Regions from separate parts of the Capsicum annuum genome. Here region 2 is linked to region 1. Evidence: chromatin contacts called from public Hi-C data. All regions are on one chromosome and are shown on one strand. Each heading gives the region's core, a stretch centred on a gene start, on an enhancer-like site or on the middle of the called end of the contact. The rest is flanking DNA. Distances are from core to core; before and after follow the strand shown.

Region 1 (5,302 bases), core at 748-3,247:
GCTGAATTTTATTATGTTGACAAAAATAGTGAAGAAGTTGAGGATTAGAAAATTAAGCATCCACCAATCTAGACATGCAACCGAATCAAGTTAGACGAGTATCAATATATTTTTTCAATAAGTAAACCAATTTTTTCTGTAGTTTAACGTGCATCTTAATATTTATAGAAGTATTTCCTTAATAGAGTCCTATTTTAGGAGTATTTTTCTAATTGATCAATAGAGGAAAATATTAATTGATCCTCCTTTCATATATTTTAGGAGTCTAGTTAATATAATAAAAATAATAAAATAATAAATTGAAGAAAATAATGAAAAGACAATTTTGTCTAAAGAAAACTCTTTTAATAAGGGACAAAAAATTCAAATCACTTTTCTAAGGGGCTTCACACTTTTAATATATTATAGATTATAGATAGATATAAATTATATATATATATATATATATATATATTCAGTGTAAATAATATTTTTCGATTATTTCATTTTATTTCATGCATGTTGAGTTATTTATATTTGAGAATGAAAAATAGGTTTGAAAAAAAATTATTTTTTCTAACAAAATCACCAATTTTAAATGCCCAATCATGACAAAGAAAAACTCACTACTTTAATCTTCAAAATCGAAATAAAAATTAGAAATAACCGAATCGAATTTTTAGAAATCAAACCAAACCAAATTTATTTTAGTTTGATTATGACTGTCATTTTCGTTAATCTAAAATCAAATCGACATTAAATAAACAAACAGAATGAACCGAATGTGCATCCTATAAGCAAGTCGAGAGAAAAAAAATCGTATTAACACGAAAAACATAAGTATAAATTAGAGTCACAACTAATACACAAACAAAAAGAAAAACATCATGGCCTTTCCATTATATATCATATGCTTCTTGTGTTTTTTTTAGTTTCTCAAGGTATTCCTACAGTCGACAGTCGTGAGATGAATCCTCCGTTTCACTATCAGCGCACTAAGCATAGGAAACTGGCCACAGAGTTTTCTCCATTCACCAGAGGTGGGGATCAAACCTCCAACCTCTTACTTAAGGGGTGAGGTGTTGAACCACCGCACCAACCCTCGTGGTTGCTTCTTGGTTAATATAAGTAGTTTGTCAGATTCAGTTAGTCACAAAACTTAATACTACTCAGTTAATATTGAAAATAAAGCTTCAAAAATAGCGAAAATCCATTGCTATTTGAGTGGAATTAACCGTGTTATTACTGCTATTAATTGGCAATACCTTGCAAAAGCTTCTCTAGTATCAATGTGATGTCAATATAAATATCACCATCATACTTCATAGGGGGCCGGAACCACGTGTTAGGTGGGGTGCACGTGTTTTTTTTTAAAAAAAAAAATTTAAACAACAATAGTGGTAGCAGAGATTGGAACCTGTGACATCTTGTTTAGATACTATATCATATTTGGCTTATATATTTGTATTTTCATTATTGCTTAAGTCTATACCGACCAATCAGTCAGACACGACGCTATTCCTCAATTGTATTCTTGACCGCTTATGTCAAGATCATTCATCATTGGAAGAACCTTGACCGCTTATGTCAAGATCAGTCATCATTGAAAGATTCTTGACCACTTATGTCAAGATAATGGTACACTCGCGTTCTTCAATTCCTGAGTTCGCCTCAGACTTCATACTACAACCATACAATTCAAAAAATATAAAATTAAAATTCGATTTGAACCGTAAAAAAAAAAATGAAGTTTGAACTAGAGAAGTTCGACTTTTAATTATGAAAATTAATTTTTTTGATTTGATGTAAGTATAGAGCATGGGAGTAGGTGTTTATTACTACCACATAAGATTTCCTTAGTTTCAACGTAACCAAGGAAATATCTAGCAACCCAAGCATTATTGACCACTAAACTTTGATCATAGCCCAAGCATTATTGACCACTAAATTTGATCATAGTACTGAAAATGAAAAATCATGACTTATATGAGCATGTGCACCTTTGTTTTTTTTCTAATAAAAGGAAATCACGTCTAATACTACATATTTATCAAACTTGGAAGTACATCACACTATAAAAAATGTTAGTTGCTTGATGTTATTAATCATACATTACCCACTTAAAGGCTTTACGCACAATTTCCTCTTTGGAGCTATCCTTTATTCTCTTTCATTCATTTCAGGTAATCTCTCCAAAAGTAGTATTTTTCTTAATTAATTTAAACCAAAAATAATTGTACATTTGTAAATTTGAAAAATAATTTAATTTATGATCTAAATTTTACTTCTACACTGTTTGGATGGTTGTTACATGTTCATTCATAATACATCGTATTATATTGTGTTGTATTATATTAGTAAGTATAACATTTGGATGGATTATCCTATCTCGTTACTTAATGTGACACATCAATAAGATAGTGGGACTTAATGATACTAATAATTTTAGCAATAGTTAAAACAAACATAGTAATTAATCACACTAATATTATGGGTTCATCTGAATTTCTTTGGTTGAAAATTACAATGCTTTGAGCTTATTCGTACGGTTATTTCTTGCAGGAACACCCTCTATTTACTACTTACCACAAGTTTTAAAAGTTGCTCTTACTAAGCACTGGAGTCTGCAACATTTTTGCTGTATGGTAGATCAGTTTTCTCTACTTAAAAAGTCTTAAACTCTTTGGTGGTTGCATCGACTATCGAGTTATGGCAATTCACAACGTACCAATCCCAAGTCGACAGCTGTACATCGACGGAGAATGGAGAGAACCAGTCAAGAAGAAGAGGATACCAATAATCAATCCGGCTACTGAAGACATCATCGGTATATTACTAGATGATTAGCATACTATGTTCTTTCTTTGCTTGTAAGTTGATCGCGCTTTTTACATTTTTAGTTGAATGTTCTTTTATGTGTGAGTCTGATTCTTTTTTCTTAAAACAAATTTGGCGAAGCATGTGAAAATACTTTTGTTCTGCTGAGATAAGTATTATGTTCGCGTGAACAGTATCATCTAAAAGTGGAAGTTATTAGAGAGAATGATTTAATTTGATGATTATCATACTATGTTCTTTATCTAATTCAAATTTGATCGCGCGTCTCACTTTTTTCCTGTTGAATGTCCTTTTACTTGCGAGTCTGATTCTTTTTTTTTTCTTTGGCGAAGCACGTGAAAGTACTTTTGTTCAGCTGAAATATTATGTTGAATCCCGTGAACAGTCTCATCTAAAAGTGTAACTGTTTAAGTTATAGTGAGAATGAATTAATTTGATGATTAGCATACACTATGTTCTTTCTCCTATTCTAATATGATCGCGCTTCTCACTTTTTTTTTCCGGTTGAATGTCCTTTTATTTGCAAGTGTGATTCTTTTATTGCTTTTTGCAAAGCGCGTGAAAAAACTTTTGTTTTTCTGAGATAATATGTTGAATTGCATGAACAGTCTCGTCTAAAAGCTTAAGTTATTCGACAGAACAGATTAATTTATTTGTTTCGTAGTGCAATGTAAGTGAAATTCGAGTTTCAGGGGATTTTCCGGCTGCTACTGCAGAAGATGTGGATATAGCTGTGGAAGCAGCTCGAAGAGCTCTTGCTCGGGATGATTGGGGTTCCACAACAGGGGAACAACGCGCAAAATATCTCCGTGCTATTGCTGCTAAGGTTGTATACTCTTCTGCGTTGAATAGTTCAGGGTATATTTGGCCCTTTCCCTGATGCAGCCAGTTACTAGGCCAGAACAGAGAAATTATCTTTGTTTCAATGCTGATTTTGTAATTATGTGTGAGTTCGGAATAGTGTCGTTGAGCTCAAATCATACAGGATGTGGAAAACTGTATTCCCTTAGTTAGTTTAAATCAATTTTTCATTCGTATCCATGAACTTAAATCTAGATCGTGTTCCTTGTGTCCTTGAACTGAGGTGAAGTGGAACTTCTAAACACGGGTAGTGTGTCGAGTGATAATTAAATCTTCAACAACCTACCGCGTCAAATTCTGGTTCTGCTTTGAAGAATAGCTATCTTTACCTTGTAGATAAAACTACATATTTTGTCTTTGTAGATGAACTATTGAGTTTGGGGTGAAACAAGTCTTCAATTGGAGCGAAATGGATGTAGATGAGATCAAGGCATAGTAATAGGTTTAGCGAAGGTGTAATATTACATTAGTGATTCCGATTCCTCTAAAGTTGTGAGTGCCTTTTCAGATTGTCCTAGGCCCAAATATTTATTCACTATAGATGCCTGAAATATAGTGCAGCTGTAGATGTCGCGGAGGATAAAAAAGCGCACATGTTTTCGTTTTAGGGGCATCTAGCTTACTATTTGGATACAGTTAACTTCTGTATGTATTGTATTTCACCTGGTGTTGACAAGATATTGAAACAGTTTTCATGACTAATTGGCTATTCTGCTTTTCGATAAACGATTCATTTGCTAACTGTTTTAGATCTTTTCGTAGGTACTGGAAAGGAAGTCTGAACTTGCAATACTTGAATCACTTGATTGTGGAAAGACATTGTTCGAGTCTGCTGCAGATCTGGTACGTTTTTTGCATAATGAGATAAGCATATAGTTTACGGAAGTACACAAATTTGTTTTATGTGCTGTCTTATATTTCAGGATGATGTTGCAGCCTGTTTCGAGTACTATGCAGACCTCGCTGAAGCTCTAGATTTGAAAAGGAAGACTCCCGTTGATCTTCATTTGGATTCATTTAAGAGTTATGTTCTTAGAGAACCTCTCGGTGTTGTGGGACTGATAACTCCATGGTAGGTGTCGTTTTTCAGAGTTTCCTTTTAGTTGTACAAACCACACATTCATGATTGAACTTCTGCGTTTCACTCCTAGTTCATTGGAAAAATTGGACCATAATCCTAACAAATGAACAATGAGAATACCATTCCATAATCCTAACAAATGAACAATGAGAATAGCATTCTTCATACTTTTTCAAGTCAATGATCTTTTTTGTTTTCATAACGCAGGAATTATCCATTGTTAATGGCCACATGGAAAGTTGCCCCGGCTCTGGCTGCAGGTTGTGCAGCAATACTTAAGCCGTCTGAACTAGCATCAATGTGAGTCCTTATAGCATATCATTATCTATATCCTGCACATCATTTGTTTCTTTAATCAAACGACTGTAATTTTTCAATCGCAGTACATGTTTGGAGTTGGGTGAGATCTGTAGAGAAGTCGGTCTTCCTCCTGGTGCCCTTAACATTCTAACAGGATTGGGGCCTGAAGCTGGAGCTCCTTTGTCATCTCATCCTCACGTGGACAAGGTTTGCCTGTTTCTTTTTCGAGTTATGCTTTTTGTA
Region 2 (4,800 bases), core at 392-2,891, 48 kb before region 1:
CCACGGTGAAAAATCCCTTTTCTTAATAGACAGTTCTAATTCTGCATGTTTATTGTTCTAATGTCTCGATGCTTGCCAGTTCTGTTCTTTAATCACCTGTAACTTTTTTTTTTTTTCTTTTGATTTCTGATGCTGTGAATTGTGATCCCATTTGCTTTTCAGCATTTCAAATTCTGGGCATTGTCTGGACTTATTTTATTTTGGTGTTTTGATTTTCTCTGTGATATAGCATGAAAACGATTGAAGAAGGTTGTATGTGCTTTAGTGGCTGTTCATGGGTGAAAATTTGATGGTATTACATGGGAGTTGGACTTGTTTAGTCCATGGCTACTTACTGGAAGATTTGTCTGATGTATGTCAAATAGAACAAGTTAAATAGTAATGTTCACATAGGGAAATTTTTACTAGCTCCATGTTCTGAACCGTGGTTACAAAACGTAAATACAGTTGCTTCTTTGAGGCTATTCTCATCTTGATCTGTGATTCCTCTCTGCCAAAATATGCAGTTGTTTAAATTCTGCTTCTCTGTTTTCTCATCTCTTTTGCTCCTCTGCCCTTTAAGGTTTTGTTGCACTGTTTGTGGAGATATATGGTGAGTTTACCTCTTTTTTCTTTGGTTTTCTCGCCATTTGACCTATGTTGCTCGGGTTCTTTGAAAATGCTGGCACACTAGTGTCGGATTCCCCAAAATGCACTATCGCGGAATATCCGACATGCACCCGTTGGCATTTTTAAAGAGTCCGAGCAACACAACTTTTGACCTCGTCCCACGTAGATACTTTACACACCACCACTTTATTGTATTGTACTTGACTCTATAATATAGTAGTAAAAACTAATGTTAGATATTAATCTACTTCTTTGGTTGTGGCAGGGGTTTTTAGTAGTATACCTATTATGCAGTATAAGAAGCATTGCTTGGTTTTAGGCAAAGAAGGACTTAGGGGTTGTTTGGTCGAGAACTAGTGATCCCAGTATTAGTTATCGCACCCACAATATAGGATAAAAATAACAATACAGTCCCGGGATAAATTGATCCCAAACGAGCCCTTAGTGTATGGAAAAATCTTCAAAGCCATTGAGAATTGTTTTGTTAGGTGGACAACCTCTTTGTGGAACCAGTGGTTCAACATGTTCCTTTTATGATGCACTCACTAGATGAAATTGATCCAACTTTTGAGGATTATCAATATTGCATGAATGTTTCTGAGAAGGCTAGATGCTGGAGATCAGGGCACTGAGGAAATGAAGCTGAAATAATAATTACTACTATAAGCTATGTTGTTTGGAATCTGTGAAAGTGCAGATAGGTGTGTGTTAGGTCCTTCGAATGTAATGTATTTTTTTAAGATCCAATGCAGGTGCAACAACATTTCAGGAAGAGTACGAGTTACGTAGACGATAATCCACAGAATACACCTTTTATATGTTTCTTTTTATTTTCATAAATAATATCGCTCGTAATATCTTTTGTTCAAGTTATTGTTATTTATTCTTGTTTTCAATGTTGGGATTTATAGCATTTTCGGTCCTTCAGTTATGAAAACTTGAGCGTCACTTTTCTTGCGGGATAGGCTTGGTGGTCGTCCTTGACTTCCTTTATTACCAGTGTTTTTCTCGTTGTTTGGGCCATCGCTAAAAATGAGTCAAAAGATCCTTCCAAGTTTCAATAAAGGAAAGGGACAAGTGGATCCCACAAATTTATTAAAAAAAAAATTAAATCTTTTTAAACAATTGGAATAGTTGTTGAATAACTACATTAGTTGTCTGAATTACTTCGCGCAATTATTGAACAACTTGTGTCAGTTGTCGAACAACTAGGTGCTACACCTAGTTGGACACTTTTAAAGATACCATGATTCTTCCTTCGTGATTTATGACTGACAAATTGAAAAGCAAATTTTAGCCCAAGACATCCATTTTCTTTAGGAAAAATTAAATAGAGCAGAAAATATCAAGTTATTATCAGACCGTTTAAAATAATTATCAGACGCAACTAAGGTTTAAATTAAATAATCAAATATATCTTTATTTTGTATTATATATTTTTATATTCTGATGTTAATGTTTAAAATAATTATCAGACGCAACTAAGGTTTAAATTAAATAATCAAATATATCTTTATTTTGATTATATATTTTTATATTCTGATGCTCATATGTAAATCTCTAATTTCGCAAAGGTGAGGGAGGGGTGCTTACTAATTTCAGGACTATTTGTATACAAGTAAATTTTGGACTCTTATACAAATCTCTAAAGATTTGTAATTGTATACAAGTGAATTTCGAGGCTAATACACAAATCTCTAAAGTGAATTTGTATTTATATAATACAATCTCTAATTTATAAATTTAACTACTAAATTGTAACTATGTCTCGTAATTAGGCAAATTTTAACTATTTCTTATTTGTTTTCTAAATGTTAGCTATTTAGGAGATTTTGTGTCACGATCCAAATTATTGGACCATGCGACACCTACACTATACTAAGCAGTTAAGAGAACCTTTCTTACCCACTTAAAAATATGCGGAAGACTTCTTTTTTAAGGGAATACTAGATTAAATATAATAAGGTAAATTAAATATTAATAAATAAAACTTTTCAAAAACTTCTTACAAATGTCCTTCACTATCCCAAGACATGGCCAGTCGTGTACAAGAGCCATTTACTACAACGTAGACTGACAATAAAATAAATAATACAAAGACTCTAACATCTGCCAATAAGAAAGTGCAGAAGTTAGTGTTGAATGTTTTGTTAGGATTTGTCCTGAATTTCCTACCTTACTTGGATTCTATCAAAATTGTGTTTTACTTCAGAAATGATTTCTTAGTGAAAAAGATTTCCTAATAGGAAAAGATCTCTTTCCTATTAGATTTCTATTAGGTTTACTCTTTCTTAGAAGAAGGGTTTTGTAACTCTATAAATACAACAATTCTCTTCTCAAGTCACAACACAGTAGCATCCACAATATAGTCGTTTAAAGAGTCTTGTTTAGGGAGAGATTTCTTCCAATAGGTTTAATGTTTTTCAATATTAATTTTTAATATGTAGGTCGCTTGACCAAACCACATAAATAATATGCCTTTAGTATTATGTTTTTCTTTGTCCTGTGATTTTTTTTTTTGGTAAGTCTTTGTCCTCTGATTTATCGTCTCATAGTTTGCAACTAGAGGCTTTTGCATGACGCCCTCTCGATTTCAAACCTAACAATTCCATCTAATAACTGCAAACTAACCTGCATCCAGTTTACACCCTAAGAAGAAATATAAAAGAGTAGGGTCAGTACAATCACACGTACTGGTAGGCATCATCGGCCGACCGTGTTAGTTCATATAATCATAAAATAAAATTAAGAAAATAAATCATGACATCTTGAATGAAATATAATTCAACTAAGATTGTAATAACATTATTACTTTACCTATAGAAGTTACATCATCCAACTACTCTTTCAACTCCATCAATATTATATTCGCTACTAGCATACTCTAGCCTCATTTAGGAGTGGGCATTCGGTCGGTTCGGTGTGATTGTTTAATATCGGCTTGGTTTATCGATTTTTGGATTGACAAAAATGACAGACGTAACCAAATCAAAATAAATTCGATTTGGCTCGATTTTTACAAATTCGGTTCGGTTATTTCAGATTTTTATTTCGGTTTGAAATATTAAAGTAGTTAGCTTCTCTTTTTCATAACTGAGCATTTAAAATTGATGAGTTTTTTTAGAAAAATATTTTTTTCAAACCTTTTTTTCATTCCCAAATATAAATAATTATAAATAACTCAACATGGATGAACAAAATGAAATAATCATAAGCTTAACATAATACATAACGTCATTAATCATTACATATAGTATAACCTTGCATAAATAGTCCATAAAACAGTCTAAAGTCACCAAAATAGTCCATAAAATATTTGAGTCACTAAAACAATCAATAAACAGCCTGTGACGTATGCAAATTTGCTGTTAAATGTTAATTGTGAATGTAAATTACTAAATATTATATATATATATATATAATAAATAAATATTATATTATATTATATAATATAGATATAATAAAATATTATATATATATATAGATATAATAATAAAATATATATATTATTTATTTATAAAATTTTAGTTTTTCGGTTTAACTGTTTTTTTTTAAAATCGAAAACCAAATCGAAAAACTGAAATTTTAAAATTACAAATCGAATCTGATCCGAAAAATCGAAAAACCGAAACCAAAATTAAATTTCGGTTTGGTTTTTCAATTTTTTCGTTTTAAACCAAAATATGCCCACCCTTAGCCTCATTAATTCACATCATCAAGTACAATCCAACGCTAATACATCACTGTTCCTTTTTATTCACTTAATCTTTTTCATTACTCATATTCACAGGAACAAACACGTAATCATAGACAAACCACACTAAACTCTCGGGCTAACAACTAAATGCTCTTTTATAATAGAGATAATACCCAATTACCCCCCTTGAACTATACCAAAAAAGGCTATGACACACGTTAACTTAAAGGGGGTTCTATTACCCTCTTGAACTAATTAAAAGTGTAATTTGACACCCTTAGTGCCTACATGGTGCCTACGTGGCACATACGTGGCACAACACACTGAAGTGTCCACATAGGCACACGTGTGTTCCACGTAGGCACTAAGGGTGTCAAAATTATACTTTTAATTAGTTCAGGGGGGTAATATGACCCCCTTTAAGTTGAGGTGCGTCATAACTTTTTTGGATATAGTTCAGGGGGTAATTGGGTATTTTCTCTTTATAATATTAA

What was found. A called contact is a pair of places that touch in the nucleus more often than the background predicts.
Region 2: a contact with region 1 is called in a Hi-C map of leaf, with 1.8 times the contacts expected there. The contact joins the enhancer-like site here to the promoter of LOC107875923 in region 1. A contact is called at or near these places in 2 of 5 Hi-C or Micro-C datasets (leaf and placenta).

What each region holds. Positions count from the first base shown.
Region 1 is chr6:211,261,293-211,266,594 of UCD10Xv1.1, reverse strand. LOC107875923 (aminoaldehyde dehydrogenase 2) reads left to right here and starts at 1,997. Exons shown (of 16, transcript XM_047413916.1): 1 at 1,997-2,162; 2 at 2,542-2,849; 3 at 3,510-3,643; 4 at 4,441-4,521; 5 at 4,602-4,750; 6 at 4,967-5,059; 7 at 5,143-5,266. The coding sequence starts at 2,819.
Region 2 is chr6:211,309,157-211,313,956 of UCD10Xv1.1, reverse strand. No RefSeq gene overlaps it. Among protein-coding and RNA genes, the nearest start is that of LOC107875921, 31 kb to the left of the region's middle. Within about 2 kb of position 1,641, at least 1 of the 5 cell types and tissues checked has an H3K27ac peak or open chromatin away from gene starts, as enhancers often do. A contact at or near this core is called in leaf, where this site is marked.